Regions from separate parts of the Mus musculus genome. Here region 2 is linked to region 1. A link is a contact called in public Hi-C data. All regions are on one chromosome and are shown on one strand. The core of a region is the stretch at or near the end of the contact, and the rest is flanking DNA. Distances in the headings are between cores, read along the strand shown.

Region 1 (6,838 bases), core at 2,325-4,824:
GAGTTTTCTTTATTGTTTCTACTTCCCTTTTTAGGTCTTGGATGGTTTTGTTCAATTCCATTGCCTATTTGGTTGTGTTTTTCTGTAGCTCTTTAAGGGATTTTGTGTTTCCTCTTTAAGGGCTTCTACCTCTTTAGCACTGTTCTCCTGTATTTCTTTAAGTGAGTTATTAATGCCCTTCTTGATGTCCTCTACCAGCATCATGAGATGTGATTTTAAATTTGAGTCTTGCTTTTCAGGTGTGTTGGGTTATCCAGGACTGGCTGAGGTGGGAGTTTCAAATCAGTAGCCCAAAACTCATGATGCATGTTCTGTGGTAGGATCATTGCTATAATTCAGCATTCATGGTATAGGTACTGCGGGTAGCTCATGCCTGTAACCCAGCACTCATGGTGCATGTACTCTGGAAACAAATACCTGCAACTCCAGCACTCACGGTGAATGTACTAAGGAAGACACACACTAGTAATGCACCACTCATGGTCATGTATTATGGGAGGCCCAGACCTGTATCTTAGTGTATGTCCTTTATTAGACTTATATCACTAACCCATCACTCATGGTTCATATACTGTGAGAGGCTCACCAATAATTTAGCAATATGTGTATGTGTCCATGAAGGTTAGGGGGGAATGGCAGCTTCACGCTTGCAGGTTCTTTCCTAGCCACTTCCTTTACATCCCCTCTCTCAGCTACATCTTCACGTGAAAGAAGTAAGGATCAGGGAGAAATGGCTGCCTGCTTTCTACTAATGTGGCCAGCCAGAGACGCTGTCCTCTCCACCTAGCTTAAGGAAAGGAATACCCTCTCCTCCAGATGGCGGAGCCTGTTTACTTCCAACCCAGCAAGAGTTAGCTCCAACTCATTCTGGATGTGGCTCTACCCATGGGCTGGAGCCCCAGGTTCCTAAAGCTTGTCCAGGCCAACAGCTTTCCTCCGCGGGTCTCTCCCCAGCATCGACTCCCTTCCAGGGAGACCTGGAATGCTGCTTCCTGGTCGGCATCCGATCCATGACCAAATCCCTTGTTCAGACGGAGTTTGTTTACAGCAGTCGTTAGTAGTGACTTCTGAAGCAGAAGGATGGGTTGGAACTCATGTAAGCCAGGCTGACCTTGAATTCTGCTCCAGGCTCCAGAATGAGATTTCCTGCATGCCACAGAATGCTAGACTTTTCCTGTGTAGGTTTTGAGGCTGGTTCAAGCTGCGGCACCAGCAACGAATGGTTCATTTCCATAACTGCCATTTGTAGTTACAGCACGTTCCAAGACCATAGGCAGGCCCTTGGCCTTTTAGGAGCTCATAAGCTGATCAGAGATACTAAACACGAACAACAACTAGGAGGTTCTATTGTAAAGGGTGAGGAATAAAACGTTCACTGAAACTATATGTTCTTGGGGTAAATTATTAATACTTTGGGTGTCTTCTCTCTGCAACACAGAAATCTTAAGATTTCTGTAGGGGTTGCAGTTGGGTGTCTATGGAGACCCAGAGTCTTTCCTCTGTAAAAACCATGATCTATAAACTGATCAACCCTCTTTTGGCAACTTCATCTGCATCATCTCTGATCTATGTCCTAAGTATAGGTACTCCTTTTCTTTCCTAAAACAGAAATGGCTCACCTATGTGCCTATGTGTGATCAGAGTGTCATACTCTTATGGTGAGGGTAGAACGCAAAACAGTCTTTGTGACTGCCTGTAATTATCAGAAAGCTCCCACTGACTGCCAAAGAATTTAGAGGTATACACTCACTCTGCTTTCCTTCTGGAAAGACAACCAGGGCAAGGTTGGATCTGCCATGTGCCCAGTATGTATTTGGACAGTGATTACTTCTCTGAAGTAAAGCTCCAGAATGCTTGGATGTGCCTTGGGTCTTTTGGCTTGAAACCTCAAGCCATGCTGGAGGAGTATATTAACAAGAAAAAGTGGAATATCAGATAGTTTACATTGTTGGAACCAACCCTTTTAGACTATAAATTACATTTCTAAATTCTTGTAGGAATGTTTGAATTCTGTTTTTAAGGGGCTAAAGAGATGTCTCAAACAAAACCAAGCAAAGAAAACAAAATTTAAAAATCCAAATAAGTTTGATCATGTTGCATGTTTAAAATCCTACAACAGTTGTCCACTGCATCAAAAGGAAAATAAATCTATGTATTCATTTCTTCCTCTGAGCTCCAGCCACTATGGTATGGCTCTTCCACAAAAGCTCCAAATAAGCTTAGAAATGCATCAGATATCTTCCATACAACTTCCCACCTTCCCAACTTTGCTGTGTTTTTGTTGTTGTTGTGTTTTTTTTTTTTTTTTTGAGACAAGGTCTTCTGGTTGACCTGCAACATGCTACATAGACTAGGCTATCCTAGAACTCACAGTTATCCAGCTGCCTCATCACTGCTGTGGTCAAATATGTGGTACACTATGGTCAGGTTAATTCTGAATCCTGTGTCAACCCATCCTCCTTACTATGCTGGAATGTTTTCCTTAAATTATCACTTTCTAACATGCTCTGAGTAATTTATTATATTTGTCGGTTATCTCTAACAGAATTAAATTGCAAGTTGAGGACAGATTTTTTAATACATTATTTTTTATTATTTTATTTATTTTGACTGCAAATATATTTCTGTACCACATGCACACAGTGCCCAGAAGAAGGTGTCTGATCTCCCGTAACTGGACTTGAAAGCAGCCACGTAGATGCTAGTAATAGAACTTGGATCCTCTGGAAGAACAGCTAGTGCTCTTAACTAATGAGCACTCTTTCCAGCCCCAAGGATAGAGATTTTTGTCTATTGCAGCCATTGGTTATTCTAACTGCCTATAAGTGTATCTGTACTTTGTTGCTATTCAATATAGAGTTGTCAAATGGACCAATGTTAAAGCTATAGTAGGTGTCAAGAACTGTTCTTGGCACTGGGATACGACAAAAAAAAAAAAAAAACCTTTCCGGCCCCCTCCTGGAACTCACCGGATTAAGTCAGTAGCCTGTTTTTCAGTCTAGGATCCATCTTTTCTGTTTCCTTTGAGATTTTGGGGCAAATAACACATGCAAACTTTGCATTCTTACAGTCTTACAAGAATTGAACAGGAGAAAAAAAAAGTGCCAGTATTTGTACAGAATGTGGCATAAGAAATGCTTTATTGTTTGTTTCTTCCCCCACCCACCACCCACCCCACCCCCCAGCCAGAGAACCGGTGGTGTTAAGTTTGTTTCAAATGTTGTCTAGGCCAGGTCTTCAGTAGTCCTGGAAAGGCGGTAACAGTAACTCTTAACTTTAACTGAAGATACTTTACAGGGTAGGAGTGAGAGCCAGGGAATTCTTAGTTAACCACTTCATGGTCTTCCTTAGAAAAAGCCTCATTTGAGGTGAAGTCTGTTGCCAAGGATAGGAAAGGAAGAGCATTTTACTAAAACTACAAATCCCAGCACGCCCCGCGGCAGAGAGCTACGGGTCCCAGTAGGTTTTATCAAAAGGACCTCCGGGTTCTCTTGGAGATAGATCCGTGGCCCGGAATTCCGCCTGAGAGAGAGAGCGGAACGGGTCAGGCTTTTACGTCGCTTCGCAGACGCCACTCACGGATCGGACGTGACGTAAGGAGGGTTCCGGATTCGGCCTCCGCCGCTGCCTCCGCTACTACAGCCGCTGCCGCTGCTGTCGCCGCGGCTTGTTCTTCCTAAAATGGCGCCGCTGGATCTGGACAAGTATGTGGAGATAGCGCGGCAGTGCAAGTACCTTCCCGAGAACGACCTGAAGGTGAGCCGGGCCGGAGGCCGTCCAGCTTGCGAGGCAAGCCCCTTCCGGCTGCGGGGCTCCCGCCGGCCCGCCCTTCTCCCTCGGCGGGATCCCTACCGGGCGCCCGATCCTGGCGCGGCGGAGGGCGCTCCGCGGTGCGAGAGGACCGGGTCCGAGGCGGCGTGACGCGGAGAACCAGGGGAGCCCGGATCCCCCGAATGCTGTCCAGTTCTTTGAGGGGAGATCCCGGGGGATGTCACGATCCCCTGACCCTCACGGGACTCCGAGCTTAAAGACTCTCACTCTAACTCGCTCGGCCTCCCGGAGACGGAGCCGGGCCGAGCGGGTAGTGCTCCCGGGATGGGGTCCTCCCAGCAGAGGTAACAGGAGCCGCTGTCTGCTCCAGGGACGCGGCCGCGGTGTGTTTAAGTCCCTGAGAGGTGGAAGCCGGTGGGCGGGATCGATGCGACCATAATGGGAGAGAATGACAAGTCGCCTCAGCTTCACCACTCCCCTAAATTGCTTCTTAGGAGTGGTAGTTTTCTTCTGATGATTTGGATGTGGATCTCATTTCTTAGCCCGTTGTTGAGCTATTTAAGTGAATAAGCAGTTGCTTATCAATAAGTTCAAATGTTTTTATGACCTCTGAGCTGTTCCCCTGTAACTCAAGGTGTCGTTTTCTTGGTTTTCCAAAGGAGGTCTTACTCAGTTCAGGCTAAGTTAATGCAGTAAAGAAGTAAGCCGTTGGTGTACCACTGTTATCAACCGTATTTTGTTTCTGCAAAAACTAGTGCTTAGGACCACGTTGGTGTTTATCCGATGGTTGCTAATGTCTGTTTTATTCCGTTAACTTTGATTTGCTATGTAGTCAGTCACTCTCGATCATTTGAATTTTTTTTTCATGCTGTTTTTGTAATATTTTTAAGCCACAGGCTTAAAACAATTTTTTCAAGAAAAAAATTGCCTTTTTCCTAACGAATTTTATTTCTCTTGTGAAGATTTTGCTCTGTGTCTGTTTTCTTGTCTCATCTAGTACATGAAGTTTATATTTAAATCAGCCAACAAGTATGCAAAATGTTTAAGACCTCAAGTGTTGGTTGTGTGAAAGTACATAGCTTGTAACTTACATACTGACTGCCTGTGTTACATGATTGGTGTTCATATTCAGCCACCTGAATCAGGCATTTGCCTTGTCTTCCTGCTTGGTAATTTTGTTTTGTCTTGTTTTTGCTTTCTTCCTGAGATAAGATCTTAATATAGTTCTTGCTGGGGCTGGAGAGATATCTCAATGGTTAAGAGCACTTGGCTGCTCTTCCAGAGGACCTGGAAATTCTGTTCCCAGCAAGGGCATGATAGTTTGTAACATCCTGTCACTCCAGTTCCAAGGAATCTGATGCCCTCTTCTGGTCTTCATAGGCACCAGGTACACATGTGTTCCACAGACATGTGTGCAAGCAAAGCAGCCATACACATAAAATAAAAACAAATCTTTAAAAAAAGTTCATGGTGGCCTCCAACCCAGTATGTACCTGAGGATGGCCTTGAACTCCTGACCCTCTTGCTTCTACTTCCCAACTGCTGGACCCTAACCAACATGCCTGGCTTTTTCTTTCCGTTCCTTTTTTTTTTTTTTTAATAAGATTTATTTTTAATTAGTTGGGGGGGGGCGGTTATGTGCACATTTTGCCTTTGTAAGCCAGGGGCACCAGGTCACCTGGAGCTGGAGGTACAGGCAGTTGTGAACCAAAAGATGTGGGTGATAGAAACTGAACTCGGGTCCTCTGTACAATCTTAACTGAGGAGCAATCTCTCCAGATCTTAGATATAGATATTTTGATACAGGGCATCATGTAGCCCAAGCTTGCCTTAAACCCCTGGTTCTCCGGCTTCCACCTTAATAGTGGTTTGTTTTATTTTATTGTGGTGTGAGGGTTGAGCTGAATTTTTTAAAAGATTTAGTTGTTTTTTATTTATGTAGATGTATGTGTACCTGTGTGAATTTATGTGCCCCATGTGTATGCTGGTGCTGGCAGAGGCAGAGAGCAATCCTAGGCTCCTGAAGTTGGATTTATAGGTGGTTTGAGCTACCTGATATTTGTGCTGGGAATTGAACCTGAGTCTTCTGCAAGAGCACTAAACTCTTTAAATTGCTGAGCCTGTTGTGTGCTTTTTAAATTAATTAAGTAATTATTTTGCTTTGTTTATCGAAACAGGGTTTCTCTGTGTAGCCCTGGGTCAAAGTCACTATAGGCATGGCTGGCCTTGAACTCAGAGATCCTCCATGTGTCTTTGGGATATGGGTATATGAGTGCAGATGCCTTCAAAGCCAGAGGCATTAGAGGCTGTAGTTACAAGCTGGAGGCTCTCTGAAGCTGTAGTTACAAGCAGTTATAAGCAGCCTGGCATGAGTGCTGGGAATAGAGTGTAGGTCCTCTGCAAAAGAATCATATGTGCTTTTAACTGCTGTGTCATTTCTCCAGCCCCACATTTATCTGTTTCTTACTAGACTGCCCCACTCCCCTAGTTTTTTGATTAACTACTGGGGAAGAAAATCTAAATTTTCTGTATATCCTTCAAAAAAATTGTTTCCTATCCTGGAAACAGTTCTATCAGATTAATTTGCTTGTGCAGCCAGTCTCTGATATAGTTTCTATTTGCTTGGTTGCTTATTTGTTGAGACCGGCTTTTGTTGAGGTTTGGTCTGTTGCTGTGTGTTGTAATTCTGTGTCCTAAGCTCTAGTCACCTCAACACGGATGAATTATCAATATGGCAGCTTTCTTTTGTGTGCAAAACTTGCTCCTTAATTTAAAATTATCAGTTGAATAAAGATGCCTACTGCCTGTAGCTGAGCAAAAGAGAGGTAGGTGGAGCTTCAGTTGCCTGGCTTGGGTCTGAGGTAGGCCAGTTGGGTAGGAGCAGCCCAGGTAGAATATGGCAAGTGATATCTCAGAGTCACTGACAGGGAAATAGACAAATTAGCATAGAGGGGATGATAACTGTCCAGCTTTAATGCTTTAAGACTTATTATAAATATAAGGGTTTGTATCTTTTATTTGGGAACTAAATGATCTAAGGTTGGCAGGAACCCCCAAATATTATACT
Region 2 (6,838 bases), core at 2,092-4,591, about 39 Mb before region 1:
AGAGTAGGCCTAGGTTTTTGTTTCTCAGAACTGGACAAGTCCAAAGCAAGTCAATTCCATATAAAATCACCCCTCATGGGCAGCCAGTCAGAAAGCTGCCCCACTACCTAGCTTGAGCCAAGTATAGTATAGTATAGTATAGTATAGTATAGTATAGTATAGTATAGTATAGTATAGTATAGTATATAGTATATAGTATATAGTATATAGTATATAATATAGTATAGAGCCAGCATAAGTTCGCAGAATCTCCCAGACACTTAACCAATGACAAAGACACTCATACCCCTAGAGATAGAGCCAATCAATCAAGGGAAAGAAGTTAAGAGTCATCCTCTCCTACCTTAATAGGATTTACATTTGACACTGCAAAGCCCTTACTTTTGTCTTCCATCCTGATGTATGGTGGAACCCTGCATGCAGGTTCTTTGCAGAATAAACACTCTTTCCTGTTGCACACTATTTGAGTCTGGAGTATCATTCTTCACAAATCAAAGACTCTTACATTCTATATGTAGAATCAACTAAAACCAAAGCTCCCGGACACTCCTGCGGGATTATCTTAATCAGATCATTTGAAGAAGGAAGACTCATCCTAAATCTCATCCATACCTCCTGGGGGCAGCCCACATAAAAAGACATGGAGGAGAGAAACTGTTTTTTGTCTTCACCTTCTCCATCAATAGCAGGTTGGTCTATCCTGTTGCTGCCAGTATTGAATCCAACTTCTTGAGGATTCCAACACAGAGTGAAAAACAGCAGCTCTCCAGGAGCCTTCCAGGACTCCCAACACCAGACAGGAATACAGAGACTGCAGTCTCATGGACTGAGGAACAACAGAATTCTTGCCCCTTCCACTGTGAGGCAGCTGTCCTTGGACTATTTTGGTGTTTTAAATAGGTATGCCCACAGAGACCTAATCAATGCTTGGTCCATAGGGAGTGACACTATTAGGAAGTATGACCTAGTTGGAGGAAGTGTGTCATTGTTGGCATCTCCTATGCTCAAGCTATGCCCAGTGTGGCACATAATCTCCTTGGTGCCTGCAGATCAAGATGTAGAACTCTCAACTCCTTCTCTAGCACCATGTCTGCCCAAGTGCCACCATTTTTCCTGTCCATTGTGATAACAGACTAAACTTCTGAAACTGTAAACCAGCCCCAATAAATCTTTTCCTTCATAAGAGTTGCCATGGTCACAGTGTCTCTTCACAGCAATAAAAACCTAACTAAGATAATTATTCATACCACATCTTTTAAGCCAGCCTGATACATCTCTTATTATATATTCATTCTATCAAAACTGCTCTTTTAGAAACTCTAATACACAGTGAGGACCAGCTCTAGAATTTTATTATTCCCTTTGCTTTATTGATATTGTTGTTGCTGGTTTGATTTGCCTTGTTTTCTTTCTGCTTTTGACATGGTCTTGCTATGTAGCCTTGGCTGGCTTGAAACTCACTCTGTATACCAGGCTAGCCTCAAACTCTTAGAGAGCTATCTGCCTCTGCTTCCCAAGTACTAGTATTAAAAGCTCACTACGTAGCCTTGGCTGGCTGAGAACTGACTATATAGATCAGGCTGGCCTTGAACACTTGAACACAGGTCTGCCTCTTAAATTATGGGATTAAAGTGCCTAGCCCAGGATTTTTATTTTGTTTACACCCTGTGGGGGTTTGAATAAAAATGGCCCACATAGACTCACAGGAATTAGGAGGTGTGGCTTTGTTGAGGTAGACTTGGTGCAGTGGAAGGAAGTGTGTCACTGAGGTGGGCTTCTCAGATGCCCACGCCTGGCCAGTGTTTGAACGTCTTCTCCTGCTGTCTGTGGATCTAGATATAGAATTCTCAACTCCTTCTCTAGCCCCCCTACTACTTAGATGCCATAAAACTCCCCACCATGAATTCCACCATCACAATAATGGAATAAACCTCTGTTGTAAGCCAATTAGATTGGCTGTTTGTTTGTTCATTTGTTTGTTTGTTTGAATATAACAATTGCTGTAGTCATGGTGTCACTTTATAGCAGGAGAAACGCTAACAAAGTCATACTATCTCTAGGAAAAGGCTGAAAGCTCAATCACCCTAAAATTATAATAAAGAAGCAGAGCTTACTGCCCCAGGCATTTGATGCCAGCCCCTAGGAAGCAGAGCCAGGCAGATCTCTGTGAGTTCAAGACCAGCCTGGTCTACATAGTAAGTTCCAGGCCAGCCAGGGCTACATAGTGAGACCTTGTCCCTGTTTAAAAAATAAACAAAATTCTTGGAGAAGCCAGGCCTGGTTTACAAAATACTTTGAAATATAAAGATGATGTTGTTTTAGGAAGAGCTTTCCAATCACATTAGCATGCTCTTTAACACTTACCTTTTGGTAACACTGAAAATCAAAGACTAAGGAAACAGTATAATTGAGGCCAGTGCTCTAAACTCGTTACAGATTTCACATTCCAACCCTGAAAGTATCATAAATACAACTTGCTTCTTTTTTTTTTAATTTTTTAATTAATTAATTAATTTATTTATTTTCGGAGACAGGGTTTCTCTGTATAGCCCTGGCTGTCCTGGAACTCACTTTGTAGACCAGGCTGGCCTCGAACTCAGAAATCCACCTGCCTCTGCCTCCAGAGTGCTGGGATTAAAGGCATGTGCCACCACGCCAGGCAACTTGCTTCTTTTCTTTTTTCACCTTCCTCTCTCTCTCTCTCTCTCTCTCTCTCTCTCTCTCTCTCTCTTTCAAGACAGGGGCTCATTATGTAGCTCTGGATGTCTTGGAACACACAGTGCCAGTCTCAGCCTCCAAAATATTTGGAGTAAAGGCAGACACCACCATGTTGGGCCTCCAATTTACTTCTCACTGTCCTTACAACATATCATTTATAATCAGATAGTCTTCCATTCACTTGAATTTAAAATCTTGGAACTTAATAGATACTAAACATTTTGTCACTTTCCCCTCTTCTCCCAAACAGACTTTTGGTAAAGCTTCTGTCAAAAATCTGAAAGGGATCGCTACTTTTTTTATTATTTTCAGGCAAGGTATTATATAGTAAGCCTCTGCGGTAGTTTCATAGTATGTATCTTAGTGTTAAGCTTTTACACTGAAAAAAAAAAAAAAGAAAGAAAAGCTACGGTGTCTACTAAGAGCTACTTTTTATGGCTTTAGAAGATGAGTAGTGTTAGAATAAGAAGCATGCCTCGAAAACCTAGCTCTCAAAAGTGTCTCTAGTGTGACCTCCTATCCGAACGAACTACAATTCCCGTCATGCACTGCGGTCCAACTACAACTCATTTCCGTCCGCGCTGCCAGAGCATGCTGGACTTTGTAGTTCACTCGGACTCACATGTTCTTTTCTCGTGTTCTTTGTAAGGAATGACAGTGTTACTAGCTGGATTGCTTTGACTCAAGGTGTTACTATACCGCATTATCATTAATCGTATCACATACCTGCCAATTCACTACCAGTTTTTCACTAATTTCTCGCGCTACTTTCACCCGGGAAAGGGAACTGACGCTCTTCCGGTATGATGGCGGCGCGGTGGAGCTTTAGGTAATTACGGAACTCTGAAGACTCGGGATAGACTAGGAGCCAGAGTGGGGGCGGCGGGTTGCTAGGTCGCGTGGAGAGGGCAGGGACTTGCGAGTGGGCGCTTGCCCGGTGGGCCTTGCTTTCCTCATGTGGCTGCGCCGTCTCCACCGGCGGCCCGCGAGGTGCCGTGTGAGCCGGCTGGGCCTAGCGCCGGCGGCGGGGCGTGCGTGTCTGGGCCTTGGTCTGGGTTGTCGGTGAACACCTCTCCTGGGAGCACCCTGGGTCGCGTCCCCAGTCGGCGTCCCGGGGCTGGCATTAATAAATTCTGGTAACGCGTTTGCCTCATTCCAGCTTATCCCAGTAGCCAATTCTATTACATTTTCATTTATGGATCGTTTTCATTGACTTGACTGAACCCCTGTCATGTTTAGCCCTAGTGATCCATGTTTCGCATCTTCTGTGTTTAGGTCGCATACGTAGTTAACCTTAACTCTAAAAGCCTCTACTATTTGCAACTTCCAAACATGGGTTTGCAGTTCCTGCCCCTAGCGAGCTGCAGGCCCTACAGTACAAACAGCACTGTGCCAGCTGTTTGACCTGCTCTAAATGCAAGACTTTTTTGATACATTGTAGCCACTTAACTCGCCCCCCCGCCCCCCGGAAGAATAATTTGGGGAAAGGTATTAATAGAAACAGTAACTGAGCCCCGGCAAGCCGTTGGTGAGTTTGCCCAGTGGTTAAAAGCACTCTTTCAGAGGGATCTAGGTTCGATCCAAGCACCCACAAGATGGATCACAACAAATTATAATATCAGATTCAGGGGACTGGATACCTGCTTGCTGATAGCCACTTGCACCAGCAACTTGAACTGTCCCTATATGTATATGAAGGCAAAAAAGATCCATACATGTGAAAATGAGCTACCTTTTCTGTTAATTGTGCTCTGTATTTAAACTGCCTTTTGTTTATTTATTTTTCCTGTTCTCTGTGTAGTCTTGACTGTCTTGGAACTCACTCCTTAGAGCAGGCTGACCTCAAATTTAAAGAGTTCTGCCTGCCTCTGCTTTCTGAGTGCTGGGATTAAAGGTGTGGGCTAGCCGGGTTTAGACTGGTTATTTTAGTTGAGTCCTACCTTGTTCATGACTGGCCCAGTCAGACTCAGTCTGGAAATAGACCAGTTCCAGAAAGAAGTGATTATCGGTAATACAGCAGATTGGAACTAATGTCTTTGAGGGTTTTTCTGTCAGATTTCCCTTGTTTTCTCTGTAAGTCTGAAATTACTGCAGGAACTCTAGCCAGCTTGAATGTGGTGGACAAGGCTCTCCTTCCCAAGTCCCCGTGTCTTGTTAAAAACCGTTAGATCACATTCCTCAAGCTAGCCCCCAAGATCTGTTCCCTGATCTAACCTGCAGAGATCCAGCTATCAAAGCATTGAAGTCCAACAATCCAAAACCTCTCTGGGGTCAACTAATTGACATGCCCAATTTAAATTAAATACCTCAGCCTAACCCCTCTACCCGCTACGCTAATATTTTCCTATATGTATGTCTTCTCTCTATCCAGAGACAGTCCTTTGTTCCCTTGGGACAAATACCCCTTTACCCTCTCCCTTGTTCCCTTCCCCTTCTCCCTCATCCTAGTGTCCTGTCTTTGTCTCCTGTTTCTTGCCCTTTGTCCTTCTGGGGCAAATAAGTCTCCTTTGTGCAGAGAACACGCTCTTGGAGTGTCTTGAGCCAACTTTGAGGTTCCCTACAATTACGAGCAAGGGAGGCCGATGGAGCACTAAGGATTTCAGAAAACTCTCAGGCTTGTTAACACTTTTTCTTACACCTCCCAAGTAAACATGGGAGAAGACAGTTGAATGCTTACCTCAGCACAAACTTTGAAGACATTTTTTAAAATGTTTTTTTTAAAAAGATAGCACACATGGGCAGGGGAGTGGATTCAAACAAGCCTTTGCCTATCGTGCCATGTTAGTAAATGCCAGTGAACAGAAAGGAAAGAAAGTGTGGGGCATCCTTTTTTAGGAAAAGCTTCAATGATTAAAGAATTGATAACTTAGTAAGCGAGACCCAGAATTAACTGTTTTTAATCTATCTTTGAGCCTAACTCAGTAGTGGCTTAAGCCAGGCAAAGTTCAATACTTCCTCCTTGAAAATTTATCCTGTGGGTGCTCTGAATCACTTTACAAGGGGAGGCTCTTTCTAGATCAGAGCTTCTGTGATGGGTGGTCGAGCTTGGTGTCTAGAGGCTACATGGTAATATTTCCTTTACACCAGAATATGCTCAGAAGAAAAAAGTATACAAACATAACTTCTAATGATATGAAAGGTCATTTCTAACCAATCTGTGCAAGTTAGCAGATTTTGTTGACAAAGCTGGGGACCAGATTTGACTTGTGGAGTGCAGACACAAAGTATGAAGTGAAGATGAAGGCCTATGCTACATTCGGGTCCAGTTACCTCTTGGGCACACAGCATCTACTAGTGCTGCCTTGATGCAGATAATGACAGACAGCTTGGTGGCCCCAAGAATAAGGGGTAGAGGAATATTCTTTATGTGATGTCAAAATAACTTGACTCCTCTTCGGATCTAAGATAATCTAAAGTTACCTTCCTGTAGTGGCTATTCCTGGTTGTCAACTTGACAATATTTGGAATGAACTACAATCCGGAATTGGAAGGCTCACCAGTGACCCTTATCTGGAGGCTTGGAGATCCTTATCTGGATCTTGGTTTGAAGATCTTGAGCCATAGTGGCTATGGATTCCAGAAGATTGAATCTCCGAGTTAAGGAACACACCTTTAATCTGGGCTATGCCTTTCATCTGGGATTAAAGGTGTGGTGGAACACACCTTTAGGATTAAAGGTGTGGTGGAACACACCTTTAATCTGGGCTACACCTTTTGCTGGAGACAATATAAGGACATTGGAAGAAGGGAGTCTAGCTCTTGCTCTTGCTCCTTCGCCTGCTTGCTGCGTGAGACTGAGTAACTGCTAGATCCTTGGACTTCCATTCACAGCTGCGACTGAACCATTGTTGGGAATTGGGCTGCCGACTGTAAGTCATCAATAAATTCCTTTACTATTTAGAAATTATCCATAAGTTCTGTGACTCTAGAGAACCCTGACTAATACACTTCCCCTTACAAAACTTTTAGATTTTGAACATGTTATGTATCTGGTACTATCTTAGCTTTGTGTGTGTGTCTGTGTGTGTGTGTTTATGTCAGTGATTGAAAATTTCAGAGATTTGCTGTATCCATAGAAGGCCTTTCATGATTTAGCTTCGTGAGTCTCTTAGGGTCCACA

The links. A called contact is a pair of places that touch in the nucleus more often than the background predicts.
Region 2: a contact with region 1 is called in a Hi-C map of uterus, with 4 times the contacts expected there. The contact joins the promoter of Cwc22 here to the promoter of Ppp6c in region 1. A contact is called at or near these places in 1 of 39 promoter capture datasets (cranial neural crest) and 1 of 484 Hi-C or Micro-C datasets (uterus).

Annotation. Positions count from the first base shown.
Region 1 is chr2:39,223,085-39,229,922 of GRCm38.p6, reverse strand. It overlaps Ppp6c (protein phosphatase 6, catalytic subunit), which reads left to right and starts at 3,574. Exons shown (of 7, transcript NM_024209.3): 1 at 3,574-3,756. The coding sequence starts at 3,682.
Region 2 is chr2:77,942,859-77,949,696 of GRCm38.p6, reverse strand. Cwc22 (CWC22 spliceosome-associated protein) reads left to right here and starts at 3,341. Exons shown (of 20, transcript NM_001362658.1): 1 at 3,341-3,547.